2 separate regions of the Gasterosteus aculeatus genome follow, and region 1 is linked to region 2. Evidence: chromatin contacts called from public Hi-C data. All regions are on one chromosome and are shown on one strand. Each heading gives the region's core, a stretch centred on a gene start, on an enhancer-like site or on the middle of the called end of the contact. The rest is flanking DNA. Distances are from core to core; before and after follow the strand shown.

Region 1 (5,085 bases), core at 1,295-3,794, 120 kb after region 2:
GGAGCAAAAAATAAAACAGGACCCTTTTCTTTTCTTTTTTTTTTTGGTGCCTTCTTTCTCTTTCCCTCTTACCTTATACAGTCAACACCTTTTTTCTTTCTTTCTGTGATCCGGTGTGCTTCTCTTTCCCTCACTCCCATACATGACGTAACGCCACGCTTTTGTTTATCTGCTCCCCTTTTATTGGCACAGAGTGAAAATTATCTAATTGGCATTTAACCAGTAACTTCCCTTGCGTGCAACTTGGATAAATATTAGTTTAAGAGCAACACAAACTTAATTCATATTAAAGTTTTTTCAAACAAAGTGATTTTTTTTTTTAAAAACAGACAGTGTGGCTTCTCCGTCTCATCGACCAAAACATCTTCAGTGTTTTCCAGAGAGCAAAATGTTGTCTGCGATGTCGTGTCTGGAGTTTCGGCCCGTAAGTAAACGGAGAAGACGCTAAATTCTCCATGCGCTTTCAGAGCTCTCGTCCCCCGCTGCTCGGAACATTCAGCGAGCCCTCGGATAAACACACAATTACGGCAGGTGAATAAACTTGTTTGGGGGGTGTTAATTACATGCTTAGCGTAAACAAAAGCCGCGATAAAGAATGTGAATTAGCACTGACTCTTCCCCCCCTCAATCCCCATTCAGGTTTTACATTTCACCTCCAGTCTTTTTCCTAGGAGTGATTTCCGAATTGCCTGCGAGGGCTATTCCCAAACAAACAAGGCTCCTCCAAAACATAATGCTGGATAATACCTCCAGCCTCGGCTTGAATGGTGATCACCCAAATTGCTGCACCAGGACCCCAGTCAGGTAGGAGGCTTTGCATATGTGCTGCTAAGCCTGCGCTCTCAACTTAATTTTGGGGTCGTGCGTGCGCGTTCGTGTGCGTGTGTGTGTGGGAGAGAGAGAGAGAGAGCGAGGGCAGGGGGGAGGTTAGTTTTAACACCAGCATGAAAATACCAGCCTTTACTTCCAGTCCACGGAGCTTTCCAACGGGACCAATTCAAGTGCCACTTGGAATTAGTTCTCCTGAAGTTCGTGCAGCAGCGCAGTGGACAGGTTCGATCCACCACCACCCTGCCCCCTCGCACACGTATATAAATACATATGCGCGCGCACACAACCCTTAAAAGACGCGCACGAACCAAACGCCTGACCCTACTAAAGGATCCTCACAGCCCCTGCTCTGTATCACACACACCTACGCGGCCGTGGGGATGGGAGAGCTCTTTTTGGCAACCGAAAAAAAAAAGAAACAACATGCGTAAAAGTGCGAAAACTGCCTTTGGAGCGGCGAATGCTAAACGCACATTGCGCGTGCACGTGCGGCTGGTCTACTCACTGCCCCCCCCCCCCCCCCTCCCGAGCTTGAAGTCGGTGGTCTGTCTGGTCAGCTCCGGAGAATGTGCAAATCTGAAAGAGGGAGAAAAAGTTTTGAATTCCTGAATGATTTTGTAGAAAGGCGGCTTAGGATCATTATGTCAGCTTTATGGAGGGCGGATTAAGTGGAGTCTAGATGCTACGCCTTGTACGCGGCGCATTCACAATGTGAGCACTGTTCGTGTTCGAGTGAACTCACACTATTTTAACACTCTATAAGCCCTGTCTAAATATGAAGCCGTTTTAGCCATAAACATGAAAACCACACCGCCGTGGCTACTGGTGTAAGCCGAATCCTGTGACTGGACGTGGACATTGATCGTGTCCTAACCACTAGATCAAATACATGGAAACTGCTTTTATGTGCCCAAGGAGCTTTCATGTCGCCGTTTGATTGTAACTCCAATACTAAATGGTATTAATTAGAGGGCTGGACTATCAAACCAAAACCCGTGATAAACTGGTGGAATGAAAAGGGTGACGCCACTGGTTAAATTAGTCTTCGAACTGACGCGTCATTATCTTTGTTTAATCAACATAACGCCGCGCATCGATATTCATTTGGAACAATGAATCGTGTTGGTTGGAGAGGAGGCGGCGGGCAGGGGGCCAGGGCTGCACCCGACGTCCCGGAGGCGAGGCCGGGGACAGCGGGAGAGAGGGGGGGGGGGGGGGGGGGCATCACACTGCAGCCTTCGCCCGGGCCAGCACTCAGCAAACACCCACCAGCGAGCCCGCGTCGGGTCACACGATTTACCAACATGCTTCTTTACGAACAGGCAGAAGAGTAAAAGGTCGTGCGCCACAATTTGATCTTTCGGAAAACAAGCAAATGGCAAATGATATCACGGATGAACGGCAAAGAAGCGGAAGGCTCCAACGCTTTCCTTTCCCTCGCCCCCCAAAAATAATAAACTGATAAAAAAAAATATATTTTAAAAAGTAGCTTCAACAGGAAAAAAAAAAAAAGACTGTACGGGAATAATGTGCAAATTCACTCGCTTCGATTCAAAACGCGTGTATTCCGGAGTCGCAGACATTGGTTGTCCATTTGTCACCCTTTTTAAAGCTCCCTCTGCCTCCCTTCCATCGCTCCCTCCCTCCCTCCCTCCCTCCCCCGTCTCTGCCGAGCATCTCCAGTCTATATATCTTCTTTAGCTTTAACGAGCCTCGTTAAGATCGCAATAATATTCCACCCTCTAATTGCTCATTCCATTCAGCAGATAGGCGAGCGTTGGCTTGTGCGCGATGCGCGCCGTGCGGTGGGAGGGTTGCTGTGGAGATCGCAGACTCTGATAACCCCCCGTGCGTGCTGCACAAGTGGTGAAAGCCTCGCGCTACGTACTGGCTAATGATTGGCACGCTTGACAGTGATTGGCAGGGCTGCCATGACAACGCTACAACGACACCAAGAAGACCAATAGAAAAGGGAAACAAAATGTTTCAATGCTACACTCAACGGCGGATTTAGGGGGGAGATATTATGAGGCTGGTGTCATTAGGCGATAGCCATTGAATCATTCAATCTTTTTTACCGGCCGTATTTTTTCGGTTTCTCCCTTTTCTCGATAATTTGCTTTCTCTCTCAGGTCATTTCCATGGTTTTCAGATCCCCTTTAGAGCTTTATCCCTCCCATTTCTTCCTGCCAAACTTCGCTGATCGCCCAGTGCTCCTGGCGAACAGCGCTCCCGCCACCAGGTCTCCAGAAGACTTGTCCATGTTTCAGCTACCGACCCTCAACTTCTCCCCGGAGCAGGTGGCGAGCGTCTGCGAGACGCTGGAGGAGACCGGGGACATCGAACGGCTGGGCCGTTTCCTCTGGTCCCTGCCCGTGGCTCCGGGAGCGTGCGAGGCGATCAACAAGCACGAGTCCATCCTGCGCGCCAGGGCTGTGGTGGCGTTCCACACGGGGAATTTCAGAGACCTCTACCACATCTTGGAGAACCACAAGTTCACCAAGGACTCGCACGGCAAACTGCAGGCCATGTGGCTGGAAGCGCACTACCAGGAGGCCGAGAAGCTCCGCGGTCGTCCCCTCGGACCGGTCGATAAGTACCGGGTGCGGAAGAAGTTTCCGCTGCCTCGGACCATCTGGGACGGCGAGCAGAAGACGCACTGTTTCAAAGAGAGGACACGGAGCCTGCTGAGGGAGTGGTACCTTCAGGACCCGTATCCAAATCCCAGTAAGAAAAGGGAACTGGCTCAAGCCACTGGACTCACTCCTACACAGGTCGGAAACTGGTTTAAAAACCGGAGGCAACGAGACAGAGCCGCGGCGGCCAAAAACAGGTTGGTGTTTTTTATTTTATTTCATCTTATTCTCGACAATAAAACACGACAATGTTCCAGAGTTTATCTAAAATGGCTAAAACCAACAAGGAAAAGGGATATATTTCATGAATCGGGTGTGTTCGCGGGCAGAGACCGAGTCTGTCCGTCAGGGGGAGGGAGGCTGCGGCGACATGTTTGTTATGAAGTGAAATCAGGATCAACGGCGACTATTTACGCTGTTGTAAATTTCCCAAACGGTCTTTTTTAAAATAAATAGGTTATTTTTTATATTTGGAAGAACTTGTGATAAACAATTTTGCCATGTATGTAATTTAACTTTGCTGGCATTTTTCTAACAAAATATAGAATTATCAATCACACAAAAACACTATTAATGTTAAAACTCCAAGGTTGTTGTTCAAATAACCTTGAATGATGTAATAATAATAACAAATATATCATGACAAACTATTATTTTTCAACCGATGAGGCAATTATTGATCAGGGTTTACAAATATAGAGCTTGTTTATGTTTTCCGTAAGGGTGAAAGTATTATATATAATATATATAATAAATGACTAAATAACAAATAGTGCTGACCATATGTTTATTTTACAATATATGTATATACACATATATTTGTATATATATATATATATATATATATATATGTATAACCATTATTTGGATAATTCTAGTGTAAACAAACATATTAATTATTTTATTCAGTAAAAGTAAAAAATAAAAAAAGGACTGGACCCGTCTTAATTTTATCCACCTAAAGGTTACTTCACTTATATCTACACTTTTGAATACATTTAAAATAATCATGTTCTGGTAATCATTTCAAAGTGTGTGTGTGTGCGCTACCAAAGCTGTGTAATGGTTTATTTAAGCTGCACGGCGTATAGTGTAGCGTGCGCTGTATGGTGCATTTGTCCTTTTAACATCACATTGTACTTTGCATTGTTGGAAAAGGTTATCTCAAAAGATAATAGAGATTGCATAGATATTGCTGGGCTAAAACGAGTGTGCGTATTAAAAAGCATTTGGAGACATGGGCTGTATTCATAACATTGAGTGTGGTATCATTCCATTGAAATGCTATAATTGATTAGAAAATACATCGGAGGGTACTAAGCCATATGAGCACTATTCTGATCTTTTTGCTAAATGAAGAGATATATTTCCAGCCTGATATTATCCTGCCGTGATGGAGTTATTATCGTGAGTGGATTGAGATAAACATTTAGGATGATTGAAGTAACCTGGATCTCGACGTCACTCATTCATATACTTGCACTTCCATCAGACTGAAACCCATCTGTGAAAGAGACCCTTACCAATATTGTATTGAATAAATAATAACAAGTTGGCAATGCGGCTTCAGAATCTAGGGTCCTTGAAAGATACAAAAAAAATGTGCAGCACTGAAGAA
Region 2 (4,900 bases), core at 1,293-3,792:
TGGCAGCGCTCTGAATTACCCCGCATGCGTGTGTGTGTGTGTCTGTGCATGCACACGCGCACACACTCCACGGCTCATGTTTTTATTTTTGTGATGATTTTTTCAGTGTGCTTCTGCGTGTGTGTGTTTACATGTATTGGTGGTGACAACCTCTTCAGCAGTACTCCCTTCATTGTGTGACAGGCAGATAGCTCGGCTGCTCTGCTCCCTATTGTTACGGGGCTGTCATCAAACCCTGCTTCTGCAGCCAGTTATACTGTGTGTGTGTGTGTGTGTGTGTGTGTGTGTGTGTGTGTGTGTGCGTGTGTGCACGGGTGGGAGATAAAGAGTTTGCACTTTGTTGTGCCTCTACATCTTCATGTGTGCTAATGTGAGTTTGTTAGCGAGTGTGCCTGCTTTTGTTTGCGCGCGTGGGCACGCGTGCACAGGCGAGCGTGTGTTCGATGTGTCCATCGGCGCTGCGGTGAGCGACAGAGGAGAAGACGAGGACCGGCGATCCATTGTTTGACGGACCGATCCACTCCCCTGTCCTCTCCTCTCCATTGTTATACGACTTGTCATTAAGCCCTTGTTGTCCAGTGGAAACGGGCCCCGAGTGCTTGTTAGCCACAGCGTTCTCGTTTGTGGAGCGGCGCAGGCGAGCCGGCAGACACACATACAGAGGTACACAGATGCAAGAGGGCAAATCCACAGTGGCTGTCGCTGATAAAAATATGTTTTTGCTCAGTAGCTGGTACTGAAATAACATTCCCATAGAATACAGTGAAATGAAAATTGATTTATTTGAATATCTAGAACTTTTTGTACATAGATACATAGTATCAATACAAAAAAATGTTTATAGTTTTTATGTTCTATTACATATGTTGTCGACTATATATTTCATGTTCAGTAAGCTGAGTGGTCGATCCACAGTGAGATCACATCATTGTGAACTCCAAATGAACCTTGTGCATCTTTATATCTTATAGCGCGTAGAACTGTTGATGTCGGAGGATAATCACGTTTATTATAAAACATTCAGGACACCGATCTTGACCTGTAACGCTGCTCCAGACAACGGTGCAGAGACCGTAATCGATATGCAGCCAGCCGACCAGAACGGCAAGGCGGAAAGTCACGAGCGGGCCAAAGTCCTCTCTGGTCCATTTCCTGTGTCAGGAGGGGACGAAGACAAACAGGTGATGTCACTTCCTTCTGAGGACAATCATACAGGAACAGGCCAGAACCTCCACAAGAGCTGTCTTCGCCATAACAACCCTGACCACAGCCCAGATCACACACACACACACACACACACACACTAGCACACTATTGTTGGCTCTAAACTGTTCTGTTCGGTTTATTGACATAAGTTTTGCAGCATTGTCCATTTCTGTCTGTCTGAGTTTCTTTTTCCCGATCTCACTTCCTTCATGGTTTCCTAGCTCCCTCTTGTTTCAAGGTTTCAGTTGCATACACATTGTATCTGGTGAAATATCTCACGGTATATTCCTCATGCAGTAAGTGGTGTCCGTCTTTCCACAGCTTGCTCTTCATCAACAAAAGCACATGAATCTGAAACTGCGGTAACACATTCTGACATCTCAAATAGTTCGTAAAGTAGCTTGGGTGGGTGGCCAGTGTGTTACTATGTAAATGCTGTGTTCTTTGATTGTATAACCGTTCAGTCTGAACAGTGTCTAGCCTTGTGTGTTTGCACGCAGGTCACTAATGGTAACAGCCAAATAGAAATCCATGAATACGTATGGCTGATACGAAATAACATTATCACGTCCCGCTGCATGATTCCCTGTGAATGATCATTTCTCGTGGGTTCAAAGCGAGTACAAACGGGGGAGACCTTGTTGGATTAGTGAGCCTTTCAGGGCCACAGGGATGCTCCCCTGACCTGCAGCGCCTCACCCGGCCTGCAGGTGGGAGCAGTGGCTGCAGTTTGACAGCTCCGCTGTAGCAGAGGAAGACGTACAACACAGACCGGGCAGGCCCAAAACAACTTTTATTGATTGGGTAAACGAGACGTACAAAGAGAGGACACGAGGACAGCGTGTAACCACCTCATTCAAATCGCGCTGTGATTAATAGGCCACATTTATTTTGCGTTGTGTTTTTTAACTCATCTGTTGCTGTGGTGTTTAATGGATTCAATGGGACGTCGTTTCTTATTGTTCTAACCCTTCCGTGTTCTTGAGGGTCAAATCTGTTTTACCCTCTTCTGGAAAAGAAGGTTACAGTGAGCAGTTGATCACACATTGTGACGAATTTGCTCTTAATTGATTGACCCGACGCTATGGATCGCTCTGTGGTCGGCACCGGTCAATACTTCCACGTCTTAGTATTCCTGGGTGAGGGAGAAAGCAGGAGAATGGGGGCAAAAAGAAAAAGAAAATTAAGAGCGAGAGGGGAAGATATCGATCAGCTTCTGTGTGCATCGAATTCCAAGTTTATCCGACCTTCCAAACTGCTGCCGTCATCACCCGCTATACGCTCTCGCTTTCTTCCTGCTTCCCTCAGTTCACTGTCCTCTTGTCCCTGTCCCGTGTGCATCTCCTCGTGTGTGTGTGTGTGTGTGTGTGTGCGTGTGTGTATATGCATGCTTGAGCTGCAGATAAAGCCTAAATTGAGCTGTTTTGATTGTTCACTGAGAGCGCCTGCAGCACAAGGCCCCTCGGCTGAGGAGCGCACACACACACATACACACACACACACATGCACTTCAGCCCCGCTGCAGTCACTTTGCTCTCCTTCTCCCCTTGTTTTTTATTAAGTAGTGTTGGCAACAGTAGTGAAAATTCTTTTAATTAAGAGTCAGAATAACTTTCTGTCTGTGGGATGAAGCACTGAAAAACGCCTCCTGCATGTCTTAATGTCTCGCAGCACTAATACGGGTTTACGCGTCTTGTTTTTTGTGGCTGCATTAGCTTTAGGGCTAAATACATGGAGGTTGTGCTTTGCTAAAGTTGACTCGTAGAAGAAATAGAGTTTTAGTGACTTAAGATTAGCTGTAATGAAGCCGTCCTCAACTAAGGACATTTGTAGTTGTCAACAATCACCAAATAGGAGAATGTTCTCTTTAGTAATAGCATTCCTTCTTTAAACGATTTAGACGATGGAGTCATGTAGAAGCATATCTTGTAATATGATGGTGATGAATATCTGAAGAATAGTCAACACACACACACACACACACACACACACACACACTAGTTAGGCCGCCACCTCTTAGTGGTTTCTGCTACTTTTGTATTGATTTCTGTATAACAACCACTATTCTTCTATAATTTCATAGATGTTAAGATCAAGTACTGTATACTGGGTTCAATGGTGCTGCTTAAACAGATTTACAGTCTAAAGTCACTGAATGAATATGAAGCATTAGCTTCATTATGATTACCAGGTGCATTCTCGGATGCAAACTTTCGGTCTCATTTGAACCCATCAACAATCCAGTGATTTATGAGGAACAAACAGCGTCCTCCTGGTACTCCGTCGCCTCCCGCGGGAATCCCTTTGCTCATGAACCAGAATTAGAGCGATGCATTGGCAGGTCTGGCGGTTTCACGGGGAAATACATATTTGTTGATTTGAAAAGGGAATGAACCTGAACCGGAGTCCAGTGATACCGTACAATTATGCAAATGCACACTTAAAAACAAACTGCACGCAAATGATTTGGCGGAACCGCTTTAGGAGAGGGAGAGGAGGGTATGTGTACACATGGATGTTGGCATGCGAAAAACTAATGCAGTGGACATTGTTCTCCGTCTGTGTGCACACACACACACACACACACACACACACACACTCCAGGGATGATGTCTGGCTAGCTGGATAAAGTAGTGCTATTGTAATTCGATAGATGGCTTTCCCTAAGATAATCTGCCTTAAACAGATGATCATTTGGGGAGTAGATTTGATTGATGTGGGACGAGCAGAGAGCGAGGGAGATGGAGAGAGAAGTGTGTCTGTGTGTTTTAACTTGTGTGTGTGTGTGTGTGGTGGGGGGGGGGGGGGGGGGGGGGGGGGCATTAAAAGGGTATGTATGCTGAAGAACATTATTTTGTGCCAGCTGGACTCTAAATGATGCTCAAACTGGGACTTCTTTCATTCCCTCTGTGTCTTTTTGTCTCGTGCTTACATTGTAACTAAGCACGTGTTCCTATGCTACCTTATTTTATGTCCTTGTTATTTGGCATTTGTTGTGCTCTGCGTGTACCTTGATGTTTAACTCACAGTTAAAACACCCTGCAAGAAGTCTCCATGTTGGCTCTTGTTTTATGATCTGTAAGTGATGATGGTTTGAGTTGAGCAGCTAGTTGCCCACATTTTAGATTTGTCTTGTTATGGTTTGTTTGGGTATAATAATAATTAATAATGTTAAACGTGAGAAAATATATTTGATTTTTTTATGATTTGGGGGAATTGACTTTACACCGTTTGCAAATATAATTGATAAATTCTGAATTTGAAACAGCTGTTTCAATGTTTTACTGTGGGTAACCCAATGTCCATCTTCATGCCTCTATCCCCATCATCTTCCCTGAGTCTTCATCCCTCCTCCATCCCTACTTCTAATCCGAGTGGCCTTTGCTGAAAAAATAGAGAAATTGGAGTCAAAATATATCTCTCTTCCTTCTTTTTTTCCTTCCACAGCTCTCTGTCTTCCTGTCGCTCTCTCCCAACATAATCCTCATCTCAAGCCCCTGGTTGCCGTAGAAACATCAATAACATTCCTGCTCGACAACATCTTAGTGCATTAAAGTGGTCGTTGGGAGACTTGACCCAACACAGGGACAAACACACAGACACACACACACACACACACACGTATACGCACACACATCAGACACACTGAAGGCTATCACTAAGATTCCTGCCAAAATAGCAACGACGCTGCCAT

What was found. Hi-C and Micro-C count contacts between places; a contact is called where the count stands out from the background.
Region 1: a Hi-C map of skeletal muscle shows a contact between it and region 2, with 3 times the contacts expected there. The contact joins the promoter of six3a here to the enhancer-like site in region 2. A contact is called at or near these places in 5 of 6 Hi-C or Micro-C datasets (liver, skeletal muscle, tail fin and 1 more).

What each region holds. Positions count from the first base shown.
Region 1 is chr6:16,385,526-16,390,610 of fGasAcu3.hap1.1, forward strand. It overlaps six3a (SIX homeobox 3a), which reads left to right and starts at 2,545. Exons shown (of 2, transcript XM_040179451.2): 1 at 2,545-3,664. The coding sequence starts at 2,973. LOC120820986 (a long non-coding RNA gene) reads right to left here and starts at 1,409. Exons shown (of 4, transcript XR_005712464.2): 1 at 73-1,409.
Region 2 is chr6:16,262,134-16,267,033 of fGasAcu3.hap1.1, forward strand. The region is part of intron 3 of camkmt (calmodulin-lysine N-methyltransferase); the gene reads left to right. Among protein-coding and RNA genes, the nearest start is that of prepl, 18 kb to the left of the region's middle. Within about 2 kb of position 2,543, at least 1 of the 9 cell types and tissues checked has open chromatin away from gene starts, as enhancers often do. A contact at or near this core is called in liver, where this site is marked.